Regions from separate parts of the Mus musculus genome. Here all the other regions are linked to region 1. Evidence: chromatin contacts called from public HiChIP or PLAC-seq and promoter capture Hi-C data. All regions are on one chromosome and are shown on one strand. The core of a region is the stretch at or near the end of the contact, and the rest is flanking DNA. Distances in the headings are between cores, read along the strand shown. Region 1 holds the start of Baz2a (bromodomain adjacent to zinc finger domain, 2A). Region 2 holds the start of Os9 (amplified in osteosarcoma). Region 3 has its middle 9.2 kb from the start of Gm51819. Region 4 holds the start of Arhgef25 (Rho guanine nucleotide exchange factor (GEF) 25). Region 5 holds the start of Pip4k2c (phosphatidylinositol-5-phosphate 4-kinase, type II, gamma). Region 6 holds the start of Bloc1s1 (biogenesis of lysosomal organelles complex-1, subunit 1). Region 7 holds the start of Dctn2 (dynactin 2).

Evidence for each region. Promoter capture Hi-C pulls out the DNA fragments that hold promoters and counts their contacts. HiChIP or PLAC-seq counts read pairs in DNA pulled down with a chosen protein or histone mark. Capture Hi-C pulls out chosen DNA fragments and counts their contacts.
Region 2: a promoter capture Hi-C map of pre-B cells shows a contact between it and region 1, with 5 times the contacts expected there. The contact joins the promoter of Os9 here to the promoter of Baz2a in region 1. A contact is called at or near these places in 5 of 39 promoter capture datasets (the C10 cell line, erythroid cells, hippocampal neurons and 2 more), 1 of 484 Hi-C or Micro-C datasets (pre-B cells), 3 of 115 datasets of contacts at active chromatin or transcription factors (astrocytes, double positive thymocytes and thymic regulatory T cells) and 3 of 9 other capture datasets (adipose tissue, liver and pancreatic islet).
Region 3: a contact with region 1 is called in an H3K27ac HiChIP or PLAC-seq map of regulatory T cell precursor, with 6 times the contacts expected there. The contact joins the enhancer-like site here to the promoter of Baz2a in region 1. A contact is called at or near these places in 3 of 115 datasets of contacts at active chromatin or transcription factors (astrocytes, regulatory T cell precursor and thymic regulatory T cells).
Region 4: a contact with region 1 is called in an H3K27ac HiChIP or PLAC-seq map of embryonic stem cells, with 4 times the contacts expected there. The contact joins the promoter of Arhgef25 here to the promoter of Baz2a in region 1. A contact is called at or near these places in 2 of 484 Hi-C or Micro-C datasets (B cells and embryonic stem cells), 8 of 115 datasets of contacts at active chromatin or transcription factors (astrocytes, bone marrow-derived macrophages, effector CD8 T cells and 3 more) and 3 of 9 other capture datasets (embryonic stem cells, liver and pancreatic islet).
Region 5: a promoter capture Hi-C map of adipose tissue shows a contact between it and region 1. The contact joins the promoter of Pip4k2c here to the promoter of Baz2a in region 1. A contact is called at or near these places in 1 of 39 promoter capture datasets (hippocampal neurons), 2 of 115 datasets of contacts at active chromatin or transcription factors (cardiomyocytes and embryonic stem cells) and 1 of 9 other capture datasets (adipose tissue).
Region 6: a promoter capture Hi-C map of pre-B cells shows a contact between it and region 1, with 5 times the contacts expected there. The contact joins the promoter of Bloc1s1 here to the promoter of Baz2a in region 1. A contact is called at or near these places in 3 of 39 promoter capture datasets (3T3-L1-derived adipocytes, liver and pre-B cells), 2 of 115 datasets of contacts at active chromatin or transcription factors (memory CD8 T cells and regulatory T cells) and 1 of 9 other capture datasets (adipose tissue).
Region 7: a contact with region 1 is called in a promoter capture Hi-C map of pre-B cells, with 6 times the contacts expected there. The contact joins the promoter of Dctn2 here to the promoter of Baz2a in region 1. A contact is called at or near these places in 6 of 39 promoter capture datasets (the C10 cell line, cranial neural crest, hematopoietic stem and progenitor cells and 3 more), 3 of 115 datasets of contacts at active chromatin or transcription factors (embryonic forebrain, embryonic limb bud and pancreatic cancer cells) and 1 of 9 other capture datasets (liver).

The regions. Positions count from the first base shown.
Region 1 is chr10:128,091,436-128,094,293 of GRCm38.p6, reverse strand. Baz2a (bromodomain adjacent to zinc finger domain, 2A) reads right to left here and starts at 1,511. Exons shown (of 30, transcript NM_054078.2): 1 at 1,444-1,511.
Region 2 is chr10:127,119,670-127,122,527 of GRCm38.p6, reverse strand. Os9 (amplified in osteosarcoma) reads left to right here and starts at 1,368. Exons shown (of 15, transcript NM_001171026.1): 1 at 1,368-1,571; 2 at 1,983-2,159. The coding sequence starts at 1,410.
Region 3 is chr10:127,149,385-127,152,242 of GRCm38.p6, reverse strand. No RefSeq gene overlaps it. Among named protein-coding and RNA genes, the nearest start is that of Gm51819, 9.2 kb to the left of the region's middle. Within about 2 kb of position 1,457, at least 62 of the 459 cell types and tissues checked have an H3K27ac peak or open chromatin away from gene starts, as enhancers often do. A contact at or near this core is called in regulatory T cell precursor and thymic regulatory T cells, where this site is marked.
Region 4 is chr10:127,187,343-127,190,200 of GRCm38.p6, reverse strand. It overlaps Arhgef25 (Rho guanine nucleotide exchange factor (GEF) 25), which reads left to right and starts at 1,429. Exons shown (of 15, transcript NM_001358557.1): 1 at 1,429-1,950. The coding sequence starts at 1,854.
Region 5 is chr10:127,210,272-127,213,129 of GRCm38.p6, reverse strand. It overlaps Pip4k2c (phosphatidylinositol-5-phosphate 4-kinase, type II, gamma), which reads left to right and starts at 1,508. Exons shown (of 10, transcript NM_054097.3): 1 at 1,508-1,792. The coding sequence starts at 1,619.
Region 6 is chr10:128,922,183-128,925,040 of GRCm38.p6, reverse strand. Bloc1s1 (biogenesis of lysosomal organelles complex-1, subunit 1) reads left to right here and starts at 1,517. Exons shown (of 4, transcript NM_015740.3): 1 at 1,517-1,666; 2 at 2,315-2,387. The coding sequence starts at 1,606.
Region 7 is chr10:127,264,848-127,267,705 of GRCm38.p6, reverse strand. Dctn2 (dynactin 2) reads right to left here and starts at 1,444. Exons shown (of 14, transcript NM_027151.2): 1 at 1,172-1,444; 2 at 224-292. The coding sequence starts at 1,207. Gm40800 (a long non-coding RNA gene) reads right to left here. Exons shown (of 2, transcript XR_872171.2): 2 at 1,962-2,339. It also overlaps a transcript of Kif5a not described here.

The sequences.
Region 1 (2,858 bases), core at 262-2,761:
TTTTATTAGCAACCTGTGAGAAGAGTGTCTGGGGAACAGACTGAACCTCCCACAAAACAAGCCAGAGGATGATGAGACGTGAAGTGGCGATAAACACCTGCCACCGCCTTCTCACCCTCCAAGTTCCTGCTGTACCTCCCTGTCTCTGGGTCAGCTGTCATTGTGCCAGCCACTCTGGAGCCAGATGGCTGGGGCTATGAGATGGTGGTATGCATCCTAGCTGTACCTTCCCTTTCCTCTTCAAGACACTCCAAGCATCCAACCTTAAGCACTACAGGACACACACACTGCGCCCTTCCCAGCACCTTTAGTTGTGACTCAGAGTAGTATAAGACAAACCCTGACACCCATTCTACTAATTCTGGAGGCAGGGGCACTAGAGAAGGAGCTCGGGGCTCAGCTGGATGGAAAGAGTATTTCCTATTGAAGGTAGGGTAATTATAAAGACCTCCCACTCCATGACTGAACCGATCTTGCCTTAGCCACAGCTCTTGGCCCTGTAGCAATTCCCATTGGTTCCTTTTCGGCACTCAGGTTCGGAGGAGACAATCTCACCGTATTTTGGTAAGGTTAGGTTCTCTCATAATATGCCAAAAAGATTGTAACCCCTCCCCTTCTCCAAGTGGGTCTGCGCCCCTCGGATTTAGTCTCCAAATTCCCCAACGGACAGCTGGGCATATGATAGGCATATAAGACAGTGACATCTCGGGGTTTTTGTTTGTTTTGTTTTCTGGAGTAACCTGAAATAGAGAAGGTTGGGCTTCCTTTGCCTTACCCAGCACCCCCAATCCCTTAGAGACTTAGCCCCAGTCTTGTTCTGCCGCAACAGCCGCTGAAGCGGAGTATCACAAGGTTCCCGCAGCGCCGCTGCCCCCGGCGCCCGGACTAGGGGGAGGGGCCAGCTCCAGCGGGGCCGAGCGCCCTTCCCACCGAGATCAGGGGGCGGTGCTCGGGTCCGACCCCAAACTCGGCAAGAAAAGCTTTAGGTGAGACTTAGCTGAACTTGAAGGGTGAGCGGAGCAGGGCGGACAGCGCCCGTAACGTGCGTCGTACCCCCCGCCCCCCGCACTACCAGGAGAGGGGTTGGGGTGGCGGTTATCTCCCCCCCCCTCCGGGGTTAGGATGGCGTGGGAAAGCGCTAGTTCCAGAGAAGAGGAGGCGAAACCCAGACCGCGGGAGAGCTTTCTGGCGAGGGAGGCGCGGGGGAGGGGAGATCCAGGGCCGGAATAGGAGGGGTTCCCGGGAGAGGATGGCGGAGAGGCGTGAGAAGCCTCCGGATCCCGGGCGCAGAGGACAGGGGAGGAACGGGCGAGGAGGCAGGGCGGGGGAGAGAGCAAGGGCAGCGGGCGCAGGGAAGGTCAGAGCTTGGATCCCAGGGGAGGAAGCGGCTGCGGGGACGCCCTGCCCTGGACCCCGGGCCTGGAGGCGGATGCCGGGCCTCACCTGAAGCAGGGCCGGGCCGGGCGGCGGCGGCGGCGCAGGTGGCCGAGCCGGGCGGCGGCGCCTCCTCCCCCAGCCCGAGGCCGGCGGCGGAGGGGGGGGGGGCGGCGCTTAAAGGGGCAGGAGCCACCCGGGTGAGGACGAGCGCTCAGGGACGGCTGTCGCGAAGGCTCCGCTGGGGGAGGGGACGGCGGGTGGCGTCTCCTAGGGGCCAGAACCAGGAAGGATCCCAGATGCAGGAAAAGACAGAAACTTCTGCGGCGTAGTTGGGGACAGCGGTGGGTCTGAACTGGAGTACTTGAAGAGCTCTTTTTGCCGGCACGGGGCGCCCAGCTAAGACTTATTCACAAAGGAGGCTGGAGAGACAGTGGGAGCCACAAAGATTCAAGGAGGCCTAGGAGAGCAGGAGAGGGAACTCAAGGCCGAGAGCATGTCGGGGTCACGCACAGCGCCCTGCTAGGTAAACAGGCTTCTCCCGGCCCTATCCGTACTACAGCTGTACAAATCTGGAATCAGGAAACCACAGAGGCAAAACGCTCTCTGTCCTGTCAATGGTGGAGGCCATCCGTAACAGGGTCGTGAGGCTGATGCAGGGCTAAGAATCGACTTTATTCATTGCTCGGTTTGGCCCCAGCCACCACCACCACCCTTGCAGCAACCTCTGGGGCAACAGGAAGCAGCTGCTCAGTGCAGCCCCGACCCGGTGGTGGGTTAAAGGGGGGAGGAAGAAACACCGAGAGAAACTAGGGGGAGGGGAAGCATCTCTTACAAGACCAAGACTGAACTAGTAATGAATACAGTAAAATACTACTTGAATCTCTGCACTTAAATTGGAGCGGGGGGTTCTAGGGTGAGGAAGGAAGCCCTAACCTAAGATACAACCCCAGGCTCTTCCTTAGAGCTGGAGCTTGCCAATGCTCAGCAGCTCACCAGCTAAGCCCCGTGTCCCCCCCACAGTCCGTTTCTCTTCCTTCACTCCCCCAAAAGAGCAAAGGTTAGGCCCCACCCCTGCTGAGTCAGCCAGAGAGGGAGCTGGGCATCCCTCAGGCCTTTCCCAGGGGCAGCTATCATACTTACCCATGTCAGGCTGGCAGGACTCAGGATTAGGACCCAGATTCTCACTGTCCTTGGGTCTTGCTTCAATTGAAGGCTACTGTTGGATCCTGTCCAACTATGGGCTGGGAACTCGCAAACCCCAAAAAAGCCAATGTATGCTTCCTGCGAACGACACAGCCTGAACTGCTGTAGGGTGATGTCCCTGTATGACAGACTGGGGTGGGAGGGAGGAGGGAAGGGCGGGGCTTTCATTGGGTGGAGAGAGGGAGGAGGCGAGGACAGGGCCGACCGGAGAAATATGGAGGAAGGTTAGAACTATATTAATACTTTAGGACTGTGGTTGAAGGGGACAGTAAAGGATG
Region 2 (2,858 bases), core at 119-2,618, 970 kb after region 1:
TCTGATCGAAAAGTCTGTGTGCAGGCACATAACCCAAGGTGTTAAAAGCAGGATATGTGTCTGTGTATCTTTTAGATTTTCCCCTGGCGTGGTGAGCTTCCCCGCAGAAATTTTCCAATGGTATATAATGTCTCTCGTTTGCCGTTGTCTAGGAATTGATATTCTCAGGGTTGCTAATTCAGTTACCGTCTGTTTCCAGCTTCATTTCCCTTTTGTTTTTACAGGTTTTCCCTTACAGTCTGGACAAACAGACACTTTACCCACATACCCAAGACCCAGCCCAACTTTAACCAGAAGGCCCTTATTTTTAGTTCTTCCTTCTCCTCTCCCCTGCCTTCCTCCTCCTTGTCTCCTCCTCCTCCTCCTCCTCCTCCTCCTCAAAGATTGCTATTCATAAGCTGGGCTGGCTCCTACTGTTCATCTTTTTGCCTCAGCTTATAATTATAGGCATCTACCTCCACTGTTGGCTCCATTATTATTTCTTCTTCTTTTGAGACAGAGTCTTATGTATTCCAGGCTTGAACCCAACTCTATGTAGCCAAGGATGACTGCTTGGATTCCAGGTGTGTACACCAACTGTGATGCAGCTTGAACCCTGCTAAGCCAGTGTCTGTGTGTATTTGAGAGTGTGACTCAAATATCGAAGGCTGGTCTCAAACTCACAATATGGAAGAGGATGACCTTGAATTATTGAGCCTCCTGCCTCTGTGTCATGAGTGTCGGGATTACAGGCATGCACTACCACACTCTCCTTCTTAAAATAATTTTATTGGAGGGCAAATTCAGGTTTTGACACAGATTATTTGGTTGTTGGTAATATATTATCATATATGTGTATATAAAAATATGTACATGTATATTTGTGTGTATATAAATGTAAATATGTACATAATTATATATGTACATACATAAATATCTGTGCGATATATGTATATTTTTATGAAGAAGCATGCTTCTGTATAGTATATTTTGAAAAGATATTAAGTAACTTCCAAAAATATCCCCCGCACTCACCATCCGCTTCAATATTCTGCCCGATGGAGATGCCATACATTGCAAGAAATATATGAAAAATAGTAAGAAGGTTTATTTCCGACAGCTGGGGATGAGACAACAGGCAAAAGAACACAGCCACATACCACACCTCAGGATTAAGGAGCGAGGAGGGGAGGGGCCCAATCTCGCCGATGATTGGTTGTTGCTCTTGGCCAATCAGAAACAGCTATTGATTTTTACTAACAATGCGACCCGCCTCCCTGGAGGCTTTGACGCCACGTTTACAAATGAGGATGCGTTACGTAAGAGAGAGCTCCCGGACAGCCAATGAAAGCTTGGGGCGCTAATGGGCGGGTGAGGCCGCTGCCAGGTTTGGGGCGGAAGGGACATCTCTAGCAGAGACGGAGCGGAAGATGGCGGCGGAGGTGCTGCTGTCCAGTCTGTTGGGATTGCTATTTCTAGGGCTCCTGTTACCTGCGCGTCTGACGGGCGGTGTCGGGAGCCTGAATTTGGAGGAGCTGAGTGAGATGCGTTATGGCATCCAGATCTTGCCGTTGCCTGTCATGGGAGGGCAGGTAAGGGGTGTGGGGCGAGGTGAGGGTCCTGTGCAAGAGGAAGGGGCGCACGGTGGAGGAGGAAGGGCAACTGCGCACCGGGCTCGGGAGAATGGGGGAATGGAGAAGGGATGGTGGTGTTCCTGCGGTCCTGCTGGGAATGGCAGGCAGACCCATCCTCGGAGACCAGGCACCGACAGGGGTAGGGCTCCCCACTGTAGACCTTAGTTCCCCAGGTCGTAGTGAAATCACTGGGACCCCGCCGGGTGGGGAAGCGAGAACGCCCTCTCCTCCGCTCAGCCGGGGCAGCTGGAGGACTTGTGGCTTATTCTCTCTTCCACTGGGCACGTCCCCAGGGTCTGAAGAGGGATCTCGTTGTTCTTGGTCCCAGCCTCTGCCTCCCTGCCCCTCTTCCCGACCCTTCTTTCCCAGAGCCAAGCTTCAGACGTGGTGGTTGTGTCTTCAAAGTACAAACAGCGCTATGAGTGCCGCCTACCAGCTGGAGCTATTCACTTCCAACGTGAAAGAGAGGAGGAGACGCCTGCTTACCAGGGGCCCGGGATCCCTGAATTGTTGAGCCCAATGAGAGATGCCCCTTGTTTGCTGAAGGTGAAAGGAACTGGGGTGGGCGGAGGGAAGGCTTGGGAACCGGAATGGAGGCCAGTGGGAGTTAAAGGGCCATTGGTGTACTAGATATGTTTGGGGGGGGGGGAGCGTGGGGGGTGGGGTGGGGGCGTGCAAAGCAAAGACTCTGCTGAATGTAGGGAAAGGTTAAGATAGAAGATCTCAAAATAGGTTAAACCAACATCAGAAGGACGGTGGTGGGACCAGAAGAGCTGGAGCCTACCTGTAAAGTCACCTCCTGCTCCTATTGCTCATTACCTCAGGATGCCATTGTATTCCACGAAGTTCAGTGAATACTTGAACCTGTGGGAGTCCTCATCCAAGTGCTTCAAGGATACCATGATTTCTTATCTTTATGGAGGGCAGGGAATGATTTATGCCTGTGATCCCAGGTGGGTCACAGAGCATCATAGCCCTGTCTGAGAAGAAAGAAGAAAGAAGAAGAAAGAAGAGAAGAAGAAAAGAAGAAGAAAGGGCATGGGTGGGGATCAGTTATACTTTAGATGTGCGTCTCCAGCCACGAAAAGAAAACAGCTGTCCCTTCTCACAGAGTCGAGAATGCGGGAGGGGAGAGAAAAAGGGAGGTGAGAACTAAATGACAGGTTATATATCTCGGAGCCAGGAGACTGTGGTTTCACAAGGAGATCATTTTCTTGCCTCCTGATTGTTCCTTTTTCCACTATC
Region 3 (2,858 bases), core at 208-2,707, 940 kb after region 1:
ACTTTGAGCTTTGATCAGAAAACTTTGTCTTGGCTTCATCCTTCTCTTATCTCTGCCCCATCCTTTTTCATTTCCAGCCTCCCTTTCAGGTACCCAGTTCATCCATGGCTGCTGGACGGCTACATCTTTCCACTGTATGGATCCTGGGAACCAAACTCTGGTTGTCAGGTTAGGTACTGAGTCCCTTTACCTGCTAAGTCATCTTGTCGTCACTCACCTTCTTTGAAAATATTTTTTTTTAGATTTATTGATGTTATATGTTTTACCTTCATGTATGTGCATGCACCACGTGTGTGCTGAGTGACCTCAGGAGTCAGAAGGCACCAGATCCCCTGGGACTGGACTTATGGATGGTCCAGTCCTGGCTCTTGTCTCCCCAATGTTATCATTGTTCCTTTCCTATTTTAAAAATTACTTTTTTGGTGTGCACCTAGAGTAATGGGTCTTTTATGACGTTTTCTTTATACTTTAGCCCAGTCCATCTGCTCCTGCCTGAACGTGTTCTTGAGTTAGTTTGCCTAAATTTGATTGATTGGTTGTTGTTGTTCCTGTGTCCAAGGAAGTTGGACTATAATTTCCTTTCTTCGTTTCTTCTTCTGGTTTTGGTACCAGGGAAGTGCTGCCTTCATCGATGCATTTGGTGGTGTTCCCACTGTTCCTGCTTTGTGGACCAGCTCCAGTGTTTGCTTCTCTGTGCTTACCTCTTATGATGGTTTGTATGTGCTTGGGTCAGGGAGTGGCACTATTAGGAGGTGTGGCCTTGTTGAAGTAGGTGTGTCACTGTGGGCGTGGGCTTAAGACCTCATCCTAGCTGCCTGGAAGCCTGTATTCTGCTAGCAACCTTCAAATGAAGATGGAGAACTCTCAGCTCCTCCTGCACCATGCCTGCCCAGATGCTGCCATGCTCTTGATGATAATGGACTGAACTTCTGAACCTGTAAGCCAGCCCCAATTAAATGCGATTAAATTAAATAAGCCAGTCCTTATAAGAGTTGCCTTGGTCATGTTGTCTGTTCACAGCAGTAAAACCCTAAGCCTTTTGTTTTCTTGGGTTTTGGTGTTTTGGTTTTTGAGACAAGATTTTCCTGTGTAGCCATAGCTGTCACTCTGTACACCAGGCTGGCTTCAAACTCACAGAGATCCTTCTACCTCTGCTTCCCAAGTGCTGGGTCTGAAGGTGTGCACTACCACTGCTCAGCTATTGGGAGGCTCTTCATTTCTGTTTTAATTTCATTGATGATTGTGGATCTGCTTAAGCTGTCTCCCCAACTATTACTTTATTTAACCATGTATAAACTACACACACACACACACACACACACACACACACACACACACACACGCAGCCCTGCTCCATGTCAGAGCTCCCAGTCACCCCCAGTTATGAGGTGATAAGAAACCAGGAATGGTGGTGTCCCTGGGCTGACACTGACCTTTGGCCCTACAGTTCATCTCCAACAAGAGTGTGGCGCACTGGCTGGCACTCACGGGCAACAGTGAGACTTCAGTCCTAGGCAGCTTGGCTTGCCTCTGAAGTTAACAAATAACTAACTGGATTTAAAAACTGAAAACAATTTAGTGGTTGGGGAAATGAGTCATTGTTAAGTCACTGCTCTTGCAGTGGATCCGGGTTTGGTTTTTAGCATCAAAGTAAACCGTCTGTTACTCCAGCACAGGCAGGGGTCTTGGTGGCTCCTTCTGGCCTCCATGGACACCCACATGCATGCATAGACATGGGGTGTATCCTGTTTTGTTTTGTTTTTCTAGGGTGAGAGGAGAAACTCTATGGACAAACCCAGTTTTCCACTATGACAAGTTATGAAATCAAACTTTCTGCATCTAAGCGCAGCGGGTGAGCCTTGATCTGGGAAACAAGGAAGGAAGAATTATCTTTTAGGATACGAACCCAGCAAGGTCCCTGTGAGTTTGAAGCCAGCCTAGTCTATAGAGCTAGTTCCAGGACATTAAAGACTATATAAACAAACCCTGTTCAAAACAACAACAACAACAACAACAACAACAACAACCAAAACTGAACCAAATTAACCAACCAAACACCACCAAATCCACCCACACACTTCACATCTGGCAGAAGTATTCACCCTTTAGAGCACTCTTGTTTGGCATAGTATTGCAGCCCAGTGTTTGTGTATGTGTATGTGTGTGTGTGCACAGGGTTTATGTGCACAGTGTGTGCGCACAGTATGTGTGTGCACAGTATGTGTGCACAATGTATGTGTACACAGGGTATGTGTGTATATGTGAGTATATGTGTGTATAGTTTGTGTGTGCACAGTGTGTGTATACAATGTGTGTGTGCACAGGACATGTGTGAACAGGGCATGTGTGCACAGTGTGTGTGCACAGGATATGAGTGCATAGTGTATGTGTACACTATTGTCTAATTCACACCCCATTGACTCAGTTACTTCGTGAATAATTCTATTTATTTTCCAAAAATGAGGGTAGCCTGAAGTTACTTCAAGTTTTCCATCTATCAAAGGAGGGAGCCCCTGAGGGCCAATGAGACTGACCCACCAGCAGCCCTCCACTCCTCAGCTGGCTAGACACCTGTTATATCTTCTCGGTTTAATCTTGATAGGTCTCATGAGTCTAGAAATTTATTAATTTCATCTAAGTTTTCCAGTTATTTGGAATATAATATTTTTAAAGTCCTCGAGATTCTTTATGTTTTATTAGACTCTGCAATAACATCTCTTCATTGTTTAAAAAAAAACAAAATGCCAGATGTTTGACTTACCAAATGAAGATTCAGGAGCCAGATGCTGGGTGAAAACCTGCAAGCCCTGAGAGACAGAGAAAGCACCCCACTGACCTCCTTATTCCACTGACTTCCC
Region 4 (2,858 bases), core at 180-2,679, 900 kb after region 1:
CACTTGGATTGATGGAATCAGGATTAAGAGGGGTTTGTTTGTGGTTCAGCTACGTTTGTGGAGAAGGGAACAACCCTACCCCTTTTGAGAAGTTTGGCTGCGGTGGGAGCCGGGGCGGAGCCGGGCAGGGGGGCGGATTCGGCAGTAGCAACTCCCCGGACGCACGCAGGCCTCAGAGCCCCCCAGCTTCCGTGGCCCCTCGGCCCTGAAACTTGAAGCAGGGTAGGGGTCCAGCATGAAGCCCCCGGACCGCCCCACCCCTGGCCGCACTGACCGGATACTGGGGGTCATGGGTGGCATGCTGCGCGCATGCGCCGTACCCGGGCAGGAGGGGGTAAGGAGGAGGGACCGCGGGTGGGGTCGGGGGGGTCTTTAGAGGACTTTAGGAGAATTGCACTCCACGACTCAGTTTCCCCGCAAACAAAAGTTATATGGAGCAGTCGCAAGGATCCATAAATTCAGTTACGAGGGCCATATGCCAAGTTCTGGTTGACGCTTTCAGAGTAATGTGTATTTTGACAGGAGGGAGAGAAGAAGGGGGAGGTCGTGGCAGCCTAGGAAAGGGTCCTTACAGTGACTCTGTCTCGGCAGCCCCCGGAGAGAGATCCCTTAGGGCCTGGGAGTACCAAGACAGAGAGTGATTGTATCGAGGAGGATCAGACAGGGCAGCGCGAACCTGAGGTCCTCGCCTGGGCTCCGCAGCCCGGTAAGAAGCTGGGCTTGGGTGGGGCACAATTTGCCATCCTGCGCAAAGTGGTGACTTCAGATAGATTCTGTTCATATTAGCATAAAGGCTTGCGCCTAATTTGCATGGGACCATTAAATCGCAGACACCACGCTTCTCTTCTAGCCCGATGTGTGTCCTCACTTCGGCGGGTCCCGAGCCCCCGAAGGCGGAGTGGAGTGTCCCCGCGCCCCACCCCTGGCCCTGGGCCAGCCCAGGCGCCCGGACTTCGCCTTAATTGGTGATTAGTTTTAGCTGGAGTTCTGGGGCCTGGAGGAAAGATGGGTCGGGGGAGAGGGCGGCACCTGGGCTGTGTTCCCTACAAAGTGTTCCCCAGGCACACAAGCCCTACTCGGGGCATGGGGGTGAGGGGTGGCGGGGGAGACAGCCAGAACCTCAGAACCATTCACACACAACAAGGCCCCATCCTGCGAATTCTTCATCTTAGAGTCCAAGGGGCGAGCAAGGCAGACCCACCTCCAGCCTTCACGCCCACCCAACCCAGAGCCCCGCAGTTGCAGCTGGGATGCTAGAGGGAGCCCAGGCCTGGGAGGAGGGGCGGAGGTCTGGGGACCCGGACTGCAAGCGTGGAGGTGCCTGGGGGAGGGGGCTGGGGAAGCGCGGAGGGGCGGAGCCTGGCCGCAGAGGCCCCGCCCCACGGCAGCACCGTGGCCCGGCCTGTTATTCCGCTCGCCGCTCGGCCCGGACCCGCGCGGCTCCAGTGGCTCTGGGAATCGGCCCCCGCACCTCCCTGCCCGGGCCTAGAGCCACCCCTAAGCCGAGGCCGGAGACGGAGCTGGAGCGGCTGTCGCATCCCGGCCGGGCCTCCCCCATCACCCCTTCCTCTGGCTGGACATCTGGACCCTGGGCCCCGCACCGCCGGGGTTCCGGAAACCCTCCCCGCCCAACTCCGCGGCCCAGCCCCGCACGGCCCTCCCTCCAGACTCCCCTGCCTCGACTTCCGTCTACTCCTGGACCCCCGCCTCCCATCCTTTTTCTCCCCCCCTCTCCAAGCCTGGACCCCGGAGGGAGGGAGGGGGGTGTGCGCCCTGCGCCCGCCCCGCCCCGCCCCCCGTGATTCCCCCTGCATGGCCGGCCCGGGTGGGGGGTGCGGGGGGCCCCGGGCGCCATGCGGGGGGGTCACAAAGGGGGTCGCTGTGCCTGTCCCCGTGTGATTCGAAAAGTGCTGGCAAAATGCGGCTGCTGCTTCTCCCGGGGGGGACGTGGTGAGTGCGAGGTCTGAGGGGGCCAGCATTGAGCTTGAGCTGGGGTTAGGGCATCTGCTTACTCTAGCCCTAGGGCTTTAGGGCTGGAGCATGTACGGGTGTTTTCCAGAAAAAAAATGATTTAACAGAGAATATCTAAGGTCCTTTTCCACTTCTAGATTCCTGCTGATTCAAGTTGAGGAAGTTGAGGAAGGGTCAGAGGACCCATTTCTTTCCTTTAGTCAGCTAGCCAGGAGGGAAAATTCTCTGGTGATCGCCTGATGCCCAGAACCTTGTGTCTCAGATCACACTGGCTGAATATCTTCCGAAAAGGGAGCAGAGGAATGGTGGGCTGGGGGTGGGGCGAGGGGTATCTACCTACCTGTAAAGGGTTTTATAAGAACTCACATTGCAGCTCTTCCCAATTGCTGGCCAAAGATAGCCCCGCTGAGCTGTCCTCACTGCCCCCTGGGTTGGGTATGTGCATGCGCTGGAGAGGGGGGCTGTCCAAAACAATATATATAGTAATTACTGGAGTGGGAGGAGAGGGGCTGGAGGTGGCAGACAGCCTCGTTCTTTTGTTCTCACCCCTCTCCGGGAGAATGGTCTGTACCTATTGCAAGGGGGAGTGTTGTAGGGAAGCAGATGGCTACCCCCAGTTTCCAGTGTCTGCCCAGATGGCTGCCCCCACCCGCATATCTGTGCTATGCTCAGGATATGGGGAACCTTCACATGGAACTGGAGGAGCACGGGCCTGGGAGCTTACTGTCCCTCCTCCCCAGAGTGCCTTTGCAAAGATTTCTATCCTGGCCAACCCAAAGGAGGGTGGCAAATGAGGGGACCCTGGGAGACGGGCTGAACATCATGGAGAGGACAACATGGGGGTTCCCCTAGGACTCCCGAGGTGGGGGGCAGAGTCCATCCACTCA
Region 5 (2,858 bases), core at 259-2,758, 880 kb after region 1:
TGTCCCGTCTCTAGCCTTATGTCTTTATGTCTTCTGTCTTCCTTTTGGTCTTCATCTTTGTATACTGCTCTTTCCCTAGGAAGCCTTTCAACATCTTGCTCTGAATTTACCTTTTCATTTATTTATTTTGGTTTTCCCAGACAAGGTTTCTTTGTGTAACCCCGGCTGTCCTGGAACTTGCTCTGTAGACCAGATTGGTCTGGAACTTAGAGATCTGCTTCCCTCTGCCTCCTAGAGTGCTGGACTAAAGGCATGCACCACCACTGCCCGGCATGTCCTTATCTCTTAATACTGCAGCCTTCTCCTTGGCTAGTCTGCGTCTTTAGACTTTTAATTCCTCTAGGGTAGAATTTTTCCTTTGCTTCAACCAGAGGAGAATCAGCCCCAAAATGGTAGTGGCTTCCAATTATGTTCTCAGTAAATACCTGTTGACTAGATGAATTAATGAACGAATTAAAAAAAAAAATCAACTTGGGGCCATGACCTAAAATTTCATATTTCCAGAAGATGAAGACATGACTTAGCCGGGCAGTGGTGGCACATGCCTTTAATCCCAGCACTTGACAGGCAAAGGCAGGCAGATTTCTGAGTTCGAGGCCAGCCTGGTCTACAAAGTGAGTTCCAGGACAGCCAGGGCTATACAGAGAAACCCTGTCTCAAAACAAAACAAACAAACAAACAAACAAACACCCAAAAAACAAAGAGAGAGAGAGAGAGAGAGAGAGAGAGAGAGAGAAGAAGAAGAAGAAGAAGAAGGAGGAGGAGGAGGAGGAGGAGGAGGAGGAGGAGGAGGAGGAGGAGGAGGAGGAAGGGAGGGAGGGAGGGCTCAGTGGTTAAGAGCGCCGACTGCTCTTCCAAAGGTCCTGAGTTCAAATCCCAGCAACCGCATGGTGGCTCACAACCATCTGTAACGAAATCTGATGCCCTCTTCTGGAGTGTCTGAAGACAGCTACAGTGTACTTACATATAGTAAATAAATAAATAAATCTTTAAAAAAAAAAAAAAAAGAGCATTAGCTCTTCCAGAGGACCATACTTGACACCCAGCTCCCACAACTTCAGTTCGGAGGATCCGACGCCCTCCTCTGGCCTCCGGGGCACTGAACTTACATCGTGCCAGCCAAACACCTATATACATAGAACAATTAAATGTATATATTTAAATTTGTCATGTCTGCAACCCCAACTTCATGGAGTCTGCAACCCCAACTTCATGGAGGACCAATCCTCACTTCCGTAATACCCAAACTTTATACCGAGAATGAGGCAGGGGATAGCAAGTTTGAAGCCAGCCTGGACTAAGCAAGGAGACCGGTCTCAAACAGAACGTTCGCCTACGGACAGAGCTCATCCACTAGAAACTGGACAGAACCGGAAGCGACAGAAGCGCCGCCCTGCACAGCGCCAACCCCGCATCCTTGTGAGTGCAACCCGAGCCAGGTGACCGCCCGGCAGCCGAGGGGGTGGAGCCATCCCCGCCGGCCCCGCCCCGCCCCGCTCGCGCGCCTGAGGGCGGGCCTCCGGTCACATGACGGCTGCGCAGGTGAGCACCGCTTCCGGGTCGGGCTTCGGAGTCGCGGCTAGCTCCCGCTTCCACTCGCTCGGGTGCGCGGGAGACTATGGCGTCCTCCTCCGTCCCTCCCGCCACCGCACCCGCGGCAGCTGGAGGCCCCGGCCCGGGATTCGGCTTCGCCTCCAAAACCAAGAAGAAGCATTTCGTACAGCAGAAAGTGAAGGTGTTCCGGGCCGCGGACCCGCTGGTGGGCGTGTTCCTGTGGGGCGTCGCTCACTCGGTAAGAACCGGCGGGACCCCGGCTCCTGCCCCTTGGCCCGAGGATCATCCGGGTCCTCGCGCTGCCGCCTCTCCCCCGCCCGGCCTGGTTCCCAGCGCACCATTCCCCGGTGTCCCCCGGGGTGGCTTCTGGTGGAGACTCTTGTCTGTCCCCTTCCCCTTTACTCCTCCCCTAGAGTTCCATCTTCACCTGATATCCAGCTCTGTTCCTTGACTCCTTCCTGTCAGGTCCAGCCCCAGGCTACAGGGACTGGCCAGGATCCGGCTGCAGCCAGAGGGACATTAAGGGGAGTGGCTCTGAAGGGTTATTGGTGAGGTCTGGGTGCGACAGTGCGTGAAGCGTGTCTGGGTACTACTGCCTGGCCAGAGAAGTAGTTTGATTTCCTCTCCACCTTGCTTTTGAGCCCCAGCCCTTGACTTTCGAACCTTGGCTTTTTCTGGGAATGCCTCTAGGCTTTTTGGACCTTCTAACCCTGCATGCCCTTTCCAGAGATTCAGCGTTTCAGAGAAGTTACCCCACTCTACCCTAGGGATGCCCTCTCTGAGGTCGAAATGCTAATATATGTCTTTGGGCTTAGCTGTGTCCCCATTGTTGGCTGGAGTGATGGTGTTTGCTATAAATGGAGTCACCTGTAACCAGGGAAAGGTTGAGGAGCCGTGGTGGCAAGGACGTTATTGGTGGACTTTAGGTGCCAGAAGGGGCTCGGAACAGTGCAACTGAGACCGATGGGCCCAGTGCACCTCCTGTCCTGAGGATATCGTGGAGGAACCAAGGCTAGTGAGGCATGGCTGGTTTTCTCCTTACTTAGGTCGGGAGTAGGAAGCATGCAGTTATCTTGAGCTTGACAGGGACTATTTTGATTACCACTTCTTTGGGTTGTAGACATGATGTGTTGTGGAGGTGTGAGGGGGCGAGGAAGAGGCCACATTGTTATGTTCTGATTGGAACATCGCTGGCGGTCAGTTAGCTCCCTTCTGCCTTGGCTGCTCTCAGGGGTATTATCTTTAGCGAGGATTCCATTTAAGGCATTTGCTGTGGGTAAGACTAGTGGAGATAAGGCTGCCCT
Region 6 (2,858 bases), core at 268-2,767, 830 kb before region 1:
TACTGGATCCAAGCTATCAACTTCATCTGCGCCATAACTCAGAAAATGGGTAGCTGGGTAGATGACAAAGCTGTAAACAGTCTCAGACATGAATTAGCCCCACGTCCCTCAGCTTTGGAAGCACTCTGGAATCACCTGATACAGAGATGATAGATAGCTAGATAGCTAGCTAGCTACATACATACATACATACATACATACATACATACATAGATCAATCCTTCAGAAAGTCTATTTAATAAATAAATTTGGGATCAAGTTTCTTTTTAATTGGGAGTAGGAGACAGGGTCTTGCTATGTAGCCCAAGCTAATCTAGAACTCCCCATTCTTCCACCTCAGCCCCCTGACAGGTTTGCATCAGTATACCATACATGACAGTATTATTTACAAACTCTTCAATGCGGTTCTACTCTTTAGCCAGAGCTAAACATTAGTCTAATCACCTTAGTTTATTAACAATCAAACTAAAGCTCAGAATGGGTAAGAAAATTGACCAAAGTTTGGCCAGCATGTCTCCACATTCGTTTTTTTGTGGTCTGTGTGTTTCTGCTTTGAGACAAGGTCTCTCTACATATTGCTAGCTGCCCCAAAGTTTGTTCTGTAGACCAGGATGGCCTCAAATACACAGACATCCTCCTGCTTCTGCCTCAGGCCTGCTAGAATCAAAGTTGTGGGACACATGGTATGTCTGCACACTTGTAATGCACCCCTTAGCTCCGGTTACTTGTAGCGCTGGTGGATTCCTGGCCACCATGAAAAGCACAAGGAGCCTAGGGGACAGAGAGAGAGAGAGAGAGAGAGAGAGAGAGAGAGAAACAACAGCAATAAATTGATGGTGTTTATAATTTTTCTAGTTGGAATTAGTCCTGGAAGCATTCCTCCTTAGTCGGAGAAGCACTGTATAATTTACCTTTCACTTTGGCAGTAGCACTTACGCTTCTGCCACGACTAAAATGGGTTCGCATTCCCTGACCACAAAAGGACAGAGATAGATCTGCGCATTCACCACTCACTGCCCGCAACATTAGCAAAGCTCCCTAGAAGGCTGCTTGAGGTGCCTAAAATGCTGCTCTACAGTGATCACCCAGAGCTGAGAGAACCTCGGTGGAGAGGTGAGAAGACAAGAGGGCTGGGAAATAAGAGAAAGCATTCTCTTCTAGGGAGAGGAAGCTGGGAATCCACTGAGAATCGGCCGGCATTGCCAGGAGGTAAGGTGAGGGAAGGAGAAGAATTTCAATGAGTTCAGAGAGCTTCTGCTACCCTAGTAACAGAAGTGTAGTGGACAGCATCAGGACACCAATCCTCTCAAAACCCGACAGCCAGAGCATGTGAAAACTGACTCTTCAGCATGACTAAATGCGAAAAGTGTTCCTGACTCCAGAAACTGAGCCTCATTAGCGAACAGCTCACCCACCAAGCAACCAACCCTCCACTTCGCTCCTTTAGCTCCTCAATACCAACCACCAGATGCCAAAAGCAGAGGGAGGCTCTTGCGTCACGTGATACTGCGATCACGTGACGCCTTCCGGGTGAGCCAAGGCATAGTCCAGTTCCTGCAGCCTTAGGGAGGGGTCCGCCGTGCCCACACCCAGCCAGACTCGACCATGCTGTCCCGCCTGCTCAAAGAACACCAAGCCAAGCAGAACGAACGCAAGGAGCTGCAGGGTGAGCTCAGCGTCCGGTCGGTCGGCAGCTCCCGGCCGCGGCCTAGCTTCTTCCAGAGGCCTGGACCTCGGGTAACCTCCCAGATCAAGGAGAGGGCGCCGGCTAGCGGGCGACCCGAGTGCCGGGCAGGGAATTGGGGGCGGCACTTCTGGAAACTCCGTCCCCTTGCCAACCAGCCCTGGTCCCCTTGGCACCACTCGGGTCCCTGCGCCACCTCCCTCAATCCCGCCCAGGCGGCGCCTGAGTCCCGCCCCTGGAGCGCGAAACGCGTTGCCAATTGGCCCAGCCAGCTTCTCACCCCGGAAGTGGGAGGAATTGGGGACTGCCCAGTCTGCCACACAGCTAAGGCACAACTTTCCCCAGGCCTAGACTGGGAATCCTGGAGTTGCCAATCCATTGCCCAAAGTAGTGGAAAAAGGATGTCTAGGAAGAGTCCTGGGCGTACCTGATGGAGTGTCCATTCCCTTCTCAGGGCCCCAGTTTCTTTGCCTCCAAAATAAAGGGGTTTGTTTTGTTTATGTATGGAAGGTTCTTTTTAAGAGGTCTGGCATTAGTTGGCAGTTTCTAGAACAGTAATAAGTGCGTGAGGACCCATTAGCACCATCTTTCAAATACGAAGTCTGCTCCAACCCCTTTCCCCTTCCCCAGAGAAGAGGAGGAGAGAAGCTATCGCTGCAGCGACCTGCCTGACCGAAGCGTTGGTGGATCACCTCAACGTGGGGTATGAACCTCTTCCCTCAACTCCGGTTTCCTCCATCCACCCTGGTTACACAGCATCTGGGCCAGCTTTCAGAAGGACCCGGTGCTCCAGTAACTCCTCTGATCTGTCCCCTCCCCCTAATGTAACTTTGTGGAGACTTGAGTCAGCTTTCACTCTCTAACGCTGATGGGGGCGACAGCTGCAGTGGTTGGGAAAACAGAATTCCCCTCCCCACACTAACTTCCCTGGCACAACTTGATGCCATCTGGCCAACTCGACTAACCCTTATATGTCCAGCTGTCACTTGGGTGGGAGGGAAGGACAACCTCTTCCACCACGTACCCTCTTTCCTTCCTCACCTCCTACTCTCTGGAAAGCCTGCGAAACAAATGGCAGGAACAGGATGGCACAGCTGGTAGAAGTAAGGAAGAGCCTAAGCCAAGAGCTGTGACAAAACCAGGCTGTCTCTTCCTTTCCTTCTGGGTCTCCAGG
Region 7 (2,858 bases), core at 195-2,694, 830 kb after region 1:
TTGTTAGTTGTAATCTCACTGGCTCGACTCTCCTTTCTGGCATTGTTCATTGGTGGCTGCCAGCTGCTGGGCAAGGCCTTTGAAAGCCCTGAGACCTCCACACCACCCAGGCTGGGGTTGGCATACCCACTTATTGTTGTGGCTTGCCAGAGAAGGAAAAGGACCTGCATCTGGGGAGAAAGGTCAGAGTCCAGAGGGATCCTGAGGTAGCACACAGTCTTACCGCATCAAACTCTGCTTGATCATCCTCAGGTAGGTCGCTGGTTTCATAAACGTCTGGCTCATTCCTGGCCTGCAGGGAGAAGCGGTGACCACCCAGACTCATTACCCAGCATTCATCCCTTATCCCATTTCCTTTGAACAAGGCATTGCAAAACCTGACTGTCATTCAAGGATTCCGCCCTCCACCTCCCCTGTCAACTCTATGTCCGTTTCATCCAGTGGGATGACCACAGGTACAAACTGGGATCTGGGATAAAACGTCCATAGTGAAAGAAAGATGCTACCCTGAACATGGCTGAGAGGCCAGTCCTTGGTAATTATCTTGTCCTAATCTGGTGAGGGTTTCTTGAGTTAGGCCCTGCACATCACTGTACAAGGGTTGAGAGTGACTCAGGACCTTAGTTCTCAAGGTCCGGTGTGCCAACCCCCCGCCCCCAACCCTGAGAATGCAGAGAGGACAGCATCAACGGAGGGTACATGCCGGCTTGTGCATGAGGAGCAAGCACACAGGTGCTCGCAATGCACAGAGCTCCCCACTGGCACAAGGTTTCTGCAACAGTAACCTCTTCCCTGGCAAGATGAAGGCCACCAAGTGGCCTGGTGAGTTCGGCTGGAGTCAGGGTGCGGGGGCGGGCAATCGGGAAATTTGGGGCGACAAGGGCACTGTTGACATGGACGGTACAGACATTCGGGCTCAAGTGGTAAGCGCCCGGAGGCGATTTCTGGGCGGAGAAACCGGCTACTGCCAGAAAAAGGGCCCGACGCGGTCCAACGGCCCGGCCCAGTCGGGTCTGGAGTCCAGAAGGTGCTGCGGCCGTCGAAGGGCGAGCGGCGGGGACCCTTGGGGCTAGGGGGCTGCCAGCGGGAGGGGTCGCGGGCTGGCTTCTGTTGGGGGTCCTCGGGAGGTCGGGGGCGCGGTCTGGGGAGCCGGGCCCGGCCCTGTACTCACAATGCCGGGGAGATCGGCGTATTTAGGGTCCGCCATGGCGGCGGCGAGGCGGGGCTGGGGGACCGAGGCCTCGGAGGAGCCGGGGCTGGTGACCGAGTGGGGGAGAGGCTGGGTCCGGGTCCCCAGCAAAGGCGACGATAAGGGGAGCGGCGGAGGAGCAGGAAGTCTCGCGACAGGAGCAGGCCGGCAGGAGGCGGGGGACAGCAAAAGTCGCGAGGACAGCCGGCTACCACACCCCTGGACAGGCTGGGATTGGTGAGAGCGACAGGGAATGAGGTAATGGCGAGGAGACGCCGCCTAGCATTGTGGGATATGTAGTCCCGGTCTTCTGGGGCTTGGGCTGGAAGCGACAATAACAACGTTAGGGAGCTATTGCATACAGTTATCTCCTTTCGTTCTTAATAGTCTATGAAAGGAGTTTCATAATTCCTGCTTTAGAAAACCTAGAGATTGGTTACATGAAACCACACAGCTCGCCACGTTGTAAACAATAGCAAGATTTAGTAAACATTTAAAGAATAGAAAAATGAGGCCGTCTTTTCAGGTTAGGGCTTCTGGACAAAATAGAGGGACCCTAGTTAAATTTTAATTTCAGGAGCTGGAAAGATGTCCCAGGGGTTAAGAGCACAGTCCTCTTGTAGAGGACCTGGGTTCTATCCCCAGCATCCAGATAGTGGCTCACAGCCATTTATAATTCCAGTACCAGGTGCCCTCTTCTGGCCTCTGAGGGCACCAGACACACACGTGGTACACTGACATACATGCAGACAAAACACCCATACACATAAAATAAATAAATAATAACAATTTTTTATTGAAGTTAATTTCAGGTCAACAACTAACAATTGTTAGTATAAGCATGCTTCTTATATTTCTGATATGCATATAATAATCTGAAACCCAAGTTCGTCTGAGGGTGCTATTTCTTCTTCTTTTTTTCTTCAAAAGTCTGGACATCTTAAATGAAAAAGCGCTGGCTCACAGTCTGACTGAACTCTCCATGACGGTCATCAATTTCATTAATAGTTCCCCAGAAATTAGGAGGAAGGAATTTGACACAGGTCTCAAACTGTAGTTCAGGGTGGCTTGGAACTCACTTTTCAGTGCTGGGGATTGAACTCAGGACCTTACATATAGTAGCTTTGTGTCCAGTCAGCAACCAATCTTTCTGGAGGAGAGATACAGTATGGTTAATCCTCTTACTTTGCCACATCAATGCATGACAATAGAAACCCCAATTATTTAATTTAATTTGTTTCTTTGTGTGTGTGGTGTGTGTGCGCGCACACAGGAACGTGGAGATCAGAGGACAGCTGTTATGCATCTGCTTTCTCTCCCCACCATGGGGGTCCTGCAGATCAAACTCAGTCGTGTGGCAAGCCCCTTCACCTGCTGAGCCATCTCACTGACCCATTTTTAAAACAGAAGGAAAGGCTGGGTGTGGTGGCACATGCCTGGTCTAGTGAGTCCCAGAATCTCTATGTAGCTCCAGCTGTCTCAAAACAAGAACAGAAGAGGAGAAGGAGGAAGGGGGTTGGGGCTGGGATGGGAGGTGAGAGACAAATAGAAAACCTACTACGTGCTACTAGAGAAATAAAAAGGTACACTCAGGACAAAAGGAAGTCCTCAAGCCAGACACAGTGCTGTCCACATATATTCCTAGCACTTGGTAGCCTGGGTAGGAATA